Regions from separate parts of the Sus scrofa genome. Here region 1 is linked to region 2. Evidence: chromatin contacts called from public Hi-C data. All regions are on one chromosome and are shown on one strand. The core of a region is the stretch at or near the end of the contact, and the rest is flanking DNA. Distances in the headings are between cores, read along the strand shown.

What was found. Hi-C and Micro-C count contacts between places; a contact is called where the count stands out from the background.
Region 1: a contact with region 2 is called in a Hi-C map of embryonic fibroblasts, with 2.6 times the contacts expected there. The contact joins two enhancer-like sites. A contact is called at or near these places in 1 of 5 promoter capture datasets (liver), 15 of 47 Hi-C or Micro-C datasets (adipose tissue, brain, embryonic fibroblasts and 8 more) and 1 of 2 datasets of contacts at active chromatin or transcription factors (skeletal muscle).

The regions. Positions count from the first base shown.
Region 1 is chr1:137,825,196-137,830,740 of Sscrofa11.1, reverse strand. No RefSeq gene overlaps it. Among named protein-coding and RNA genes, the nearest start is that of SYNM, 28 kb to the left of the region's middle. Within about 2 kb of position 4,055, at least 59 of the 83 cell types and tissues checked have an H3K27ac peak or open chromatin away from gene starts, as enhancers often do. A contact at or near this core is called in adipose tissue, embryonic fibroblasts and liver, where this site is marked.
Region 2 is chr1:137,258,338-137,263,955 of Sscrofa11.1, reverse strand. The region is part of intron 3 of FAM169B (protein FAM169B); the gene reads left to right. Among named protein-coding and RNA genes, the nearest start is that of FAM169B, 36 kb to the left of the region's middle. Within about 2 kb of position 3,690, at least 5 of the 83 cell types and tissues checked have an H3K27ac peak or open chromatin away from gene starts, as enhancers often do. A contact at or near this core is called in adipose tissue, embryonic fibroblasts and liver, where this site is marked.

The DNA.
Region 1 (5,545 bases), core at 2,806-5,305, 570 kb before region 2:
GTGTTGTTCCCAGGAAGAAGATTTTTAAGAGCCTGCAAACCATTTACTAAGCTCTTTCCCTCTGCCATGCAGCTGGCAACTTTCTGGCTAATGGTTTCTCTGTCAACCTGTGTCTTGGAGTGAGGCTGATGCAGGGCAGAGGACTCAGACTCCCAACAGTGGAGCATTATTGAGAAATAAAGCTTTTTTGTTTTGCACTACTGAGATTTTGGGGTTGTTTGTTATCACGGCAGGACTTCTTCCCAAATTGATGGGTGCAGACTAATTTTAGAGAGTGGAGAGGCCATTAGAAGAAGCACACAGGCCATGCCTAAGGGTTGATGACTGGCCTTTCCCTCTGGGATCCTATGAGACAGAAGCAGAGGTGGAGGGCTAAAAGACAGCCTTATGAAGTGACCTATTCAATAGCCATTGCTATTCTGGTGGGAAGACTTTCCAGGAGCCAGTGAGGAACACGTGACCGAACATGCCAGGGCTACAAGACAGGATAAGAGGTTGTCAAAGGGTGGTTTTATCTTATCTTACCTCTACAAATCAATGTCATGATTCCCTGCCCTTGGGGTCCATTCCCAAACTCACATCAACACCCACTCACCCCTCACCATGCAAGAATTTGGCTCATCCCTTAAGATCCCAGATCATGACTGAAACTAGCATTGCCATTTCTTGCACTATTTGTCCAAGAATCAACTAATTTCTCTTAGCACCAGTGCCTTCCACCTCTCATGTGGTAATGGATATATACATTTTTAAAAATTGTTTTGGTCTGTATTTTTATAAACTCACAGAGAGAAAGATGCCAAAATCCTAAGTGTACAATTTAGCAAATTATCATCAGGCCAAGACCCCTGTAATTATCACTCGGTTGGTAAATTCTTGCAGAATGCTAAATTGGAACTTCCAACAGAGGCACAGAGGCCCATCGAGTCTGCTTTCCAAAGCACTGCGCACAAAACCTGTCACATGACTCTCCAAATCAGGACCCACTGGAGAGTTGAGAAGGATTGAGTTGTAGGATGTTAGAGAAGATTTGTAAAAGAGCAGAAGGATTGAGTTGTAGGATATTAGAGAAGATTTGTAAAGAGCATCTCTTTGGAGAAGACTGAGCTGCAAGTACTGACACCCCCACCCAGAGGAGGGGAGTGGAGCTGCTTCCTCCTTCCCTACATCAAGAGCAAGGGGCTTCCAAGGGACCACATTGGGTGCTTGACATGAGTCTCTTGCCATAAAGGGCACCCAGTGGACAGACTGTTCAGGAAACCTTGAGGACAAGGGACCAAATGCCAGTGGGACTGTTTATTAATTATCTATCTTTAGAAAACTACCTAGATGGAGGACTAATTTCAGCACAGTGTCTGAACTTAGCACAGGAGGATGCTCTCTGTCACTGGAGTAGCCATTATTGTAATTATTCTTGCCCTGGGACTTGAGGCTTGGAAAAGGGATAAATTCTTCCTAGAGAGGCTTCACTGCTTCATGACTGTTTATTGGCTAACTGAGGGCTGGGTCTTTCTCCTTGAAGTGCTGCCATAACAAGCACAGTAGGGACACTAAGACCTGAAGGGAACATATCTGAACATCTCTCCCACCACCCATCTCTGCCTCCAAACATTCTCCCCCACCATGTTCTTAAATTCCATCACTCACCTTCCTTTGGGTCTTATTCTGAAAGCTACTGTTGACATAGAAGGGACAGCTCATTAACCTATGGATTGGTTAGCACCTTGGGTGGCTCTCGGATATGGATATGTGCCATTTTCTTCTGGGCACCCTGGCATCTCACCTCCTTCCTTTCCCCGGGGGTCCCCCACCATGGGAACCTCAGTCTACAGGGCACATGCTGTGCTGGGCTGGAGTGAGACTCACCAGCCTACCAGAGATGAGATTCTTAAATTCTCAGGCATCTTTTGAGCTGGGTCTTAAATGGTTGTCAGCTAAAACTCAGTCATGATAGGAATGTTTACACCATAGAAGTCAGCAAGTTGCCAGAGATCAGAGCTTTTTCCACTGGAGAGCAGATTGTGAAAAATATACCAGCCCACCGCTAGGCACATTACTTGGGCGAGCCAGCTGATCCCATCTGAGGCTTTGAATCTTGGGCAAAGTGGTCCAAGATGAAGGGACAAGACAGAATCCACCTACTGCATCAAGCTCTGGCCCTGGCATGGGGTGTCCACTGGGGGATGGTAGTGCCCAGGGAACCCTGGCGTGACCTTGGCCAGGTCTTCCTTCTGCCTGACTTTATTCGTGCCCAACTTCCAAGCCTCCTTCTCCCTCCTTCCCATCAATTTCAAGAGTTACTCTTTGCTGCTAAGTTAACCAGAGCCAGCTCCTCCCAAGCTCTCTGCCTGATATAGATGGCTAATCACCTGGTACACAGAGGTCCCTGAAGAAGAAGCAGCAGCTCTCATTTTGATTTCTCAAGGGGAAGAGCTGCTTGGAGCAGAGCATCTCTGGGCTCAGTCACCTAGCAAACATTTATGGAGCACCTAGTGTGTGCCAAGCAGTAGATTCTAAAAATTAATTATATCATTAATTCTTCTTTGGATTACTCCATCATTATGAGTTCATACCAATCTACTGATAAATATTCAAACCCGCAATGGGTAAAGTGCTACAGGGAGTTCACTCTGTGGTGCAGTGGGTTAAGAATCCGACTGCAGTGGCTCAGGTGGCTGTGGAGGTGCAGGTTCCATTCCCGGCCATTGAAGTAGGTTAAAGGATCTGGCATTGCTGCAGCTGTGACATAGGTTGCAGCTGTGGCTTAGATTCAGTCTCTGGCCTGGGAATTTCTATATGCTGCAGGTATGACCATAGGGGGAAAAAAGTGCTGTGGCAGATGCTAAGGGATGTACCGGCAAAGCTGAATAATCTACACCTCCGTTCTGGAATTTACAGTTTAGCTGGTAACATAGGTATGTGCTCACGTAGCTGAATATCTGTCTGGACACAAGTTCTCACACGTAAGGAGTGTGGGAAGCTCTAATTTCCAATGTTACAGATCAGGAAAGGCTTTCGGAGATATAGTGGGATGTGAGCCCAGCCTTGACAGTGATCTCAAGTGTGTGTGTACATATCAAGAAATGTTATTTCCTTTATCCATTTATTTTTAAAAAAATGAAATAGCTTTTTTTCTGTTTAAAGACACATTAAAACATGTTGTTGATTCATTAGCATTGAATGCATGGCAACAGAACTGAAACTCATGCCTGAATGACGTTTATCTAACACATATTTTCTCCAGAAGGCACACCATAAAATAGCTCTTTTATTGGAAAATAACCCACATTCATTTCCCGAAAGGGCTCAACAACATTCGGAAAACATACCTGTGAAGTGAGCCACCTGTAACCCCACCACCCACAGGTGACCACAGTTAGCACTGCCACAAGCGCCCTTCTGCACAGCTGTGCGATCCTGTTATACACGCCGTTGTGTAACCAGCTGTTTTCACTCAATAATATGTCATGGACATTTTTCCATGCCAATTATTCCCAATCTACATCACTATTTAAGTGGCTGGAGAGTATTCCATTATACGGATGTACTCTAAATTAATCAAATCCCCATTGATAAACATTTAGTGTTGCGGTCAAGGGCACAGACTCAGGAGCTCCACAGTCCAAGCATAAATCCTGCCTCTACCACTCCCCAGCTGGGTGATTTTGAGTGAAAACCTAACTTTTGATTGCGGGTTCCTCCTCCATAAAACAAGGGTATTAAGAATACCTACTGCAGCAGAATGTTGTAAGTAGATATTTATAAAACATTTATAACAGTTTCCAGCACATAGTAAATGTTCAGTTAAGGCCAACTGTTGTTGGCAACATTACCAGGGCTGTGACCATCAGCGGAATTCATATTCTCTTTACTTACTTAGAATAAAACTTAGAAATGGGAGGAAGTAGTTAAATGGTAAACATTTAAAATCCTGGTAAAAATCATCCAATTTCCCTCCAGAAATATCCCCACCGTCATGGAGGACCTGGGGTTGGTAGGAGGCTCTGAATGTGTACAGCCACTGCTCCTGGCCCAGAGCACTGTCACCCTCCAAGTCACGGCGAACCAGCCAGTGAGGTCTCCCGCCTCGCCCAACCTTCTGGGTGGCATTCTGGAACGCCGGGCAGGAGGAAAATCAACAGCAAGTCAGGTCAGACTCTCTCCCTTTGATTTCTAGAAGGAAAACTAGAGTTGAGGCCATATTCAAAAATATAGGTCAAATCTTGGTTTCTGTGGTTACCAAACACTGTCAACCACCAGTGACTCCCTCCCTCGGGGGCGATGCCAGGGTTCCGAGGCCTGGCCGCGGGGCCTGGCTCCCCTCCGTCTGCGCCCCCCGCCCCGCCAGGGCCCAGAGACCCGCCCTTCTGCGGCCCCACAGCCCTGAGGGTCTGCGGGGAGTGCGGCAAGGGGGCGGGGCCCGCGGGCACCCTGCCCTCCACTCCTTGGGGTGGGGGCAGCGGCTTGGCAGTGCTACCGATGGGGTTCGGGGTCCCCGGGACGGCTGCCCTGCCCAGTCGCCCGCCCGGCTCTCCACGCCTGCGGAGGCAGGGAGCGCCCCGCCTGGGCACGGGCCGTGCCCGCCCGGAGGAGGGAGGAGGCCGGCCGCCACAGGAACAATGTGGTCGGTTGTTTTGCGGACTGTCAGCCTCGTTCCTGCATTCTCCAATCCACGCCCCTTGGCCTAACCGCCACAGGCCCAGCACGCTGAGGGAAGAGCCCCCTTATTTGGTCTTGGAAAGAAAGGGGAAAGGTTATCCTCAGATGCCTGCGGCGTTGGGTCATCGGCCGGCAGTTTTTGGCCCGCTCCCGGGAGCAGGGCCGACTCCCGCCGGTAGGTGGCGGTGCCAGGCAGCACCTCGCCGAGACGCCCGAAGTGGTAAACAAACCCGCAGGTTCCGGTACCTTGGCCTCGGGGTCTTCTTTTGTGTGCGCGCTGGGAGAGACTTGGCCCGGGGAGGCGGGGGAGGAAGGAGGAAGAGAGGGAGAAGAAGAAGAAAACAAAGCCTTTTTTAATGCTGCAGTCCGGCTTTCGAAATCGGAAAATCGGCTTCAGTTTGAGGGTGTGACTGCCGTTGTGGATTTCATGTGAACCCTCGGCGGGTGCACGATGGGATGCGGGCTTCAGGTTCACGGTCAGCTGGGAGGTCGCGATGCAAATTCCTTTAAGGACTTTAATAAGGTACTAGGTGAGGATTAGTACGAGCTTGGATGCTCATTTCTTTCCTACCCCGGCCCCTCCCACACTCTCTCCTCCTGCCTGCCATTGCCAGCCTCTCAGGTGAGCTGGGGAGGTGAAGTGAGCCACCTGCCTTCTCCCGGCGGGAGCAGGACGCTAGCGGAGGTTCCCAAGCACTAAGCACGTGCAGACCAGCACTTGCTCACCTTCGTTGCTGACCCTCAAGCCAGGAGTCATCCTCGCCTGTTACTCGGAGTTCCGAGAGAATAAGGTCACACGGACAGCAAGGGGCAAAGCTGAGATTCGAACCCCTGTTCTTCACACTTCAAAGCCAAGGCTTGTCCTACAATGAAGGGTACCTCACCT
Region 2 (5,618 bases), core at 2,441-4,940:
ATGACGGGAACTCCAAACATCTGAGCTGTTCTGATGGAAGCCCTCTCGGCAGGCTCCAGCCTTTCCTAGACCATCTCTTCCTGTATTCCTTGTTAGGAAACTTGTTAGAATTTTTTCAGTTCTTCTGACAATATCTGTTTGACTTTTTTTTCCCCCATATAAAACACAGCAGTCAGATGATCAGAGGGCAGGGCAAAAAATGTCCAGAGACTGATTAAAAATGGCAATTTATAATTGAGTCAAATGAAAGAGACCTAAAGCCATCGTACTAGGGAAGTTTCCAGAATAAGAGGAATCTTGAATATTGCTGAGGGTAGGCAGGAGCATGGAGTTCTTGGCAGGGAAGAGATTATCTGGCCAACATAGGGTGGGAGGTCTGAGAAGTTCTCCACTGACCACTCACTGGGGTCTCTGATACCCCCTTCTGCTGTCCAGGCTCACTGGTGGTCACACAGTTGTCACACAGCCGTTCCTCTGCGCTGCAAAGCTGGGCTCTTTGGACCTGAAGCAGCACCTGTGGAGGCACAGGCAACCCAGAAAGCAGATCTTCCTCAGCCCAGGTAGCCCCCCACCTTGCAGTCTGGCCCTGAGTCTCACTGACCCTTTCTTGATGGTTTTGCAGTTCCCTTTCTCAAAAAAAAATTTTTTTTGTTTTGTTTTGTTTTGATTTTCTAGGGCCACACTCGTGGCATATGGAAATTCCCAGGCTAGGCCTTGAATTGGAGCTGCAGCTGCTGGCCTATACCACAGCCACAGCAATGCCAGATTCTTAACCCATGGAACAAGGCCAGGGATCAAACCTGCATCCTCATGGATACTAGGTGGATTCATTTCTGCTGTGGCACAATGGGAACATCTCCTTTCACAAAGTCTTTTCATGACAGCTCTTGGCCCATGCCTGGTAAGGGGTGTCAGCAAGATGCTGGTGATGTTATGGAGGATGGGTGGGGATTGGGGTTGGATCTCAGACCTTCACAGAGTGCCTTACTCATGATCAGAAGGGAGGATGGAGAGAAGAGAGGACAAATGTCAAGTCCTCAGGAGACTGTCAGCACCCAGAGTAGAGATGCTGAGAGCTTGCCTGGTGGAAAGCATATGGGTTGGTGAAATAGTGGAAACCGGATTTGGGATGGCTGGGAGGTGATGGCAAAGGGAGGCTGGGCTTAGTGATGGTGCCAGCAGTTCTGGGTGATGCGGAAGGAAAAAATTGAGGCGAGGGCTACCTGAGCTGATGTCTGCAGGGTCTTTGGGTTGTCGAATTGGAGGAAGGGTCTGATCATCAGCCTGGATCCCAGGTGCATATCACTTTGCAGTCCTTCTGTCATTTCCTGGAGGGTGTGTGGTGAACTCCCTGTGCAGGGGAGGCAGCAGGGCTGAGAAGCAGAAAGCAGGGTCCTTGGGGACAAGGAGGATGGAGGGAAGGTTGTTTGTTGTGTGTGTTACCACATGCTGACTTCCCTGATTGGAACATCTATACCCCCAGCTCACTTCCAAGACATTTTGTGACCAAGCATAACACTCAGCCTTCAAATTGCTGCTAATTTATTTACGGTTTTTTGGTGATTGCATGTCATGTGCACCCTGAGAAAAACAAGCAGGGAATCGAAAAATGATGATTTTTTCTTGGAAAAGCATGCCCATCCTAGGCCTGCAGAGACAGCACGAGCCAAGGCAAACATTCAGATGAAACCAGAGCCGCTGTGGAGCCACCTTCCCAGTGGCTGTCATGGGCTGGGGGATGGTGGATTGCGACATGGCAGGCGCAGGGCCAGGCCTTCACTGTGCTCCATTTGGGGCAGGTGGGTGGTGGGTCAAGATGGATGGGTGGGTGGAAAGTGAGGTGTGCTCCTGAGGTGCCCAGAGCACTTTTGCAGAACTGGGAGGCCCTTTCTGGGATGTTTTTACCTCTGGCCAGGCTGCCCAGGTTTGGGGCAGGGGGAGGAGCTTTGAATCTCTGACCTCCAGAAGGGACCTGGTTGGAACAGCTCCTAGTAGTGTGCCTTGAAGGGAAAGATCTGGCTTCCTGGAGAGTGGGAAGGATGAGACTAAACCCAGAGCTAACCCAGCTCTCTCTCTCTCTCTTTTTTTTTTTTTGGTCTCTTTGTGTCGAATCTGCAACCTACGCCAAAGCCACAGCAACACGAGATCTGAGCCGTGTCTGCGACCTACACAGCAGCTCATGGCAACTCAGGATCCTTAGCCCACTGAGCAGGGCCAGGGATTGAACCCTCATCCTCATGGATACTAGTTGGGTTTGTTGCTGCTGAGCCACAGTGGGAACTCCTAACCCAGCTCTTTTTAGCTGAATGAGCCTATCCACTATCCTCATGACTCAGTGAAGTGGTTTATGTATCTCTGGTAAAAACCAAGCTAATATGATGGGAGGAGAGGCTTGCCAACCTGGTAAAATCTGGGAAGTAATTGCAGTTTTTCTGGCTTTGAAGTGTGAGGAACCCCACAGACTCTTGTACCCCAAATTTGTAGGAATAACCTGGTTAGCAGGCACCTACTGGTGTAGCCTCCCATGATCCTGTGGACGTTAACTTTTGTTTAAGTCTGTATTTGCTTTTTGGATGTTGCAGAGATAGACCTAAGCCTGAAATGGGTCCCATTCTCCCACCTGCCAATTAGAGGAGTCCCGCTTAAGTGGGTTTGACAGTTTGGGGGAAAAAGAGTTCTGGCCAAAAACTCAGCCTCGATTTGAATACCTGCTCCTCTTGGTGGTTAAGGTGCCCATGTGGCCCTGTAAGCTCGGCCAGTGTCAGGTGGTCCCCAGGTTGAGCAGGACCCAACTTCACATAAACTAAGAGAGCTCCATGCTACATATGGAGAAGAGAGTTCTGTTTTCCTTGGGCCATGACAGATTGAAGGGCTATTTGCAGTGACAGCACTGTGTTTTGGCTATTGTTTGGGATTTTCTTCTTTATTCCATGTTAATTGACGGCACTTACTGTGAGTTGGATTTCAATATAGGGAAAAACAGCATCCCACAAACAAACAAAGACATTTCGTTCTTACCAAGGGACTAATGGTATTTGGAAGACAGAGACACCCCGAGGAAAATATTCTGTGTCAAGGATGAAGCCATTGTCCAGGGGCCGGGCTGCTTCTTCGAGGGTTTTACTGCTACAGCTTGGGCTGTCCGCATCTCTCTGCCCTGAGAAACTCAGTGTGCTTGCCTTGGTGGAGCCTGTGATTTTAAGATTTTCTTTCCTAGGACTTTCCTGGTGGCTCAGTGGGTTAAAGATCCAGTGTTGTCACTGCTGTGGCTTGGGTTCAATCCCTGGCCTGGTAAATTCTGAGTGTAGCCTCCCCCTGCCCTGCCGCAAAAGGGATGCCTTTCCTAGGTAGACCAGCCCTGGTGTGGGTTTCTTTTCTGCCTCTAACACCTGGCTGTCCAGCTGTGCCTCAGGATCCAGGCACCCCATCTCACCCCAACTTCCTTGAGTTAAAATCTCGACTTATGAAAACAAAATTGCTTAAGGCCAGAAAGGCCTGAGAACCACAGAGAGGCTGAGGCAAATATACTGCAAACCAGATGTTTCTTTCTCCATGGCAAAGAGGCGCCCAAGTTCACAGGGCATCTGGGGAAGTGTTTTCCTTTAAGGAAGACATCTGTATGGAAATGGTAGCCCGAGTAATGCGATGTGACAGTTGCTATGTCAACTTGAGGATTTTTCCCCTCCCCTTAAATTATTGACCAGCTCAGTCAATGTTGCATAAAAGTCATGCAATGCCTTGGAATGTGTTTATGTGCTCTCCCCTGCCAGAACTTTTCAGCATTATTTTTTTCCTACATGTATTTTGCTTTGGGGAAGATGACCTGTCACTTTGGTTTAACTGTGCTCTTTTTTTGAGGGGGGGGGATTACATATTTTTTAGATTTGTAATGGGGCAATGGTGGCTTAGACTCCAGGAAAGCGACTGGGGGAGGTGGGTGGGGAGCAACAGGAGAGCCTGAAGCTCCTTCAGTTGTGATTGGAGAAGTATAAACCATGGGCCAGTACATGAACAACTTGAAGTTAGTGTGGGGAGATAAGGTGTGTGTGCATGTGCATGTGCAGGCATGCACTCTCAGGCACATGTGCACTCAGCCTCCTTGGTTCCTCTGTAATATGGGGTATGGACTTTCTCTGTCTCTTTGCTCAGCTTGGGCTGTGTATTTGGATGGCCACCCTGACCTTGCTGTCTCTAACAAGCATTTCAGAACTGAAACCCTCACACCTCCTCCTTGTTCTCACTTCCTGCTGGTGAAAGCACCTCTGTCCTGCTCAAGCTTGGTTGCCCACTGCCACTCCTGCCTGCCCCCTCTCTTCTGCCTTTGGGCCAGTTTGATTCACAGGTGGTCTTTTTTGCCCCCCTGAGGATCTTCCTCCCATCCAGCATGATTGTTGCACTCAGCCCCTCCACACTTCCTGGTGGGATCATCACAGCCTCCCATTGTCCTCCCTGCCTCCAGCCTCACCTGCTTTGTAAACCATTGCTCCAATCATGTCTGTCATTGATTAGACTCCCCCGGAGACTCATTTCGAAGTCATTACCTCAACCTGGTCCCCAGAGCCCCCAGCACTGGAGTCCAGTCTGGCTCAGGCCTATTCTTGGAACTCTGCCTCAGCTCTCCTAGACAGCCAGCTATGGTCTGAATGTTTGTGTCCCCTGCCAAATTTATATGTTGAAATCCTAAGCCCATGTGATGAGGTTGGGATGTGGGGCCTTTGGGGGCTGCTTAGGTCATGAGGGTGGAGCCCTCTTGAGTAGGATTAGTGCCCTTATCAGAGAGACCCCAGAGGGCTCCCTTGCCCTTTCTGTCACAGAAGAACACAGTGAGAAGTTGGCCATCTGCAGTCCAGGAGGGCTGTCATCAGAACCTGACCATGCTAGTACCCTGATCTCAGACTTCCAGCCTCCAGAAGTGTGAGAAATAAATTTCTGTTGTTATAAGCCACCAGACTGTGGTATTTTGTCACGGCAGTGTGAATGGATGAAGACACAGCCCCAGGTGGGTGCCTGATGCTGTTCACATCTTAGGCACTGGTCATGGTATGTGTGGTCACGGCCTGGTGGCCTGTCTTGCTCCTGCTGGGCGGTGTCTTCTGTCCTGGATCTCTAGTGCCAAGTATAGTGCCTGATACTTGTCAGTGTTTGCTGAATAAATGGCAGCCTCCCTCCCCTCCCCAAAGTACAAAAGGAGATTTGTTCTATTAAAGACTTTCTCTGCTGGCAATTCTTTCTCCTCGGTGTCTTGGCTTGTCCCCTCCTCATCTCTGTCTCATCTTTGTCTTCCCTACTCTGCTGGCCTTTTTGGGGCCTGGGCCCAGCTCTATCCCCTTGTCTCTCTGTCCATTATTCACCTGGAGCATAGTGCTTAGACCAGGGGCTGTGGAATGACTGGGACCCAGTTCACATCCAGTCCCAGTGCTGCTGTTTATAAGCATATGACCTTGACTATCTTAATCCTTCAGAGCCTCCTCTGAACAAAAGGGTCAGCCAGCCACTCAGTGGGTTGTTGGACCTATAGCTCTGGTGGATGTCATTACTTTAACACAGTAATTGGGTCATGTTCATCTCCCCCTTTGAATCATGGTGGCTACCAGTGGTCTCCAGAGTATGGCTTCCAG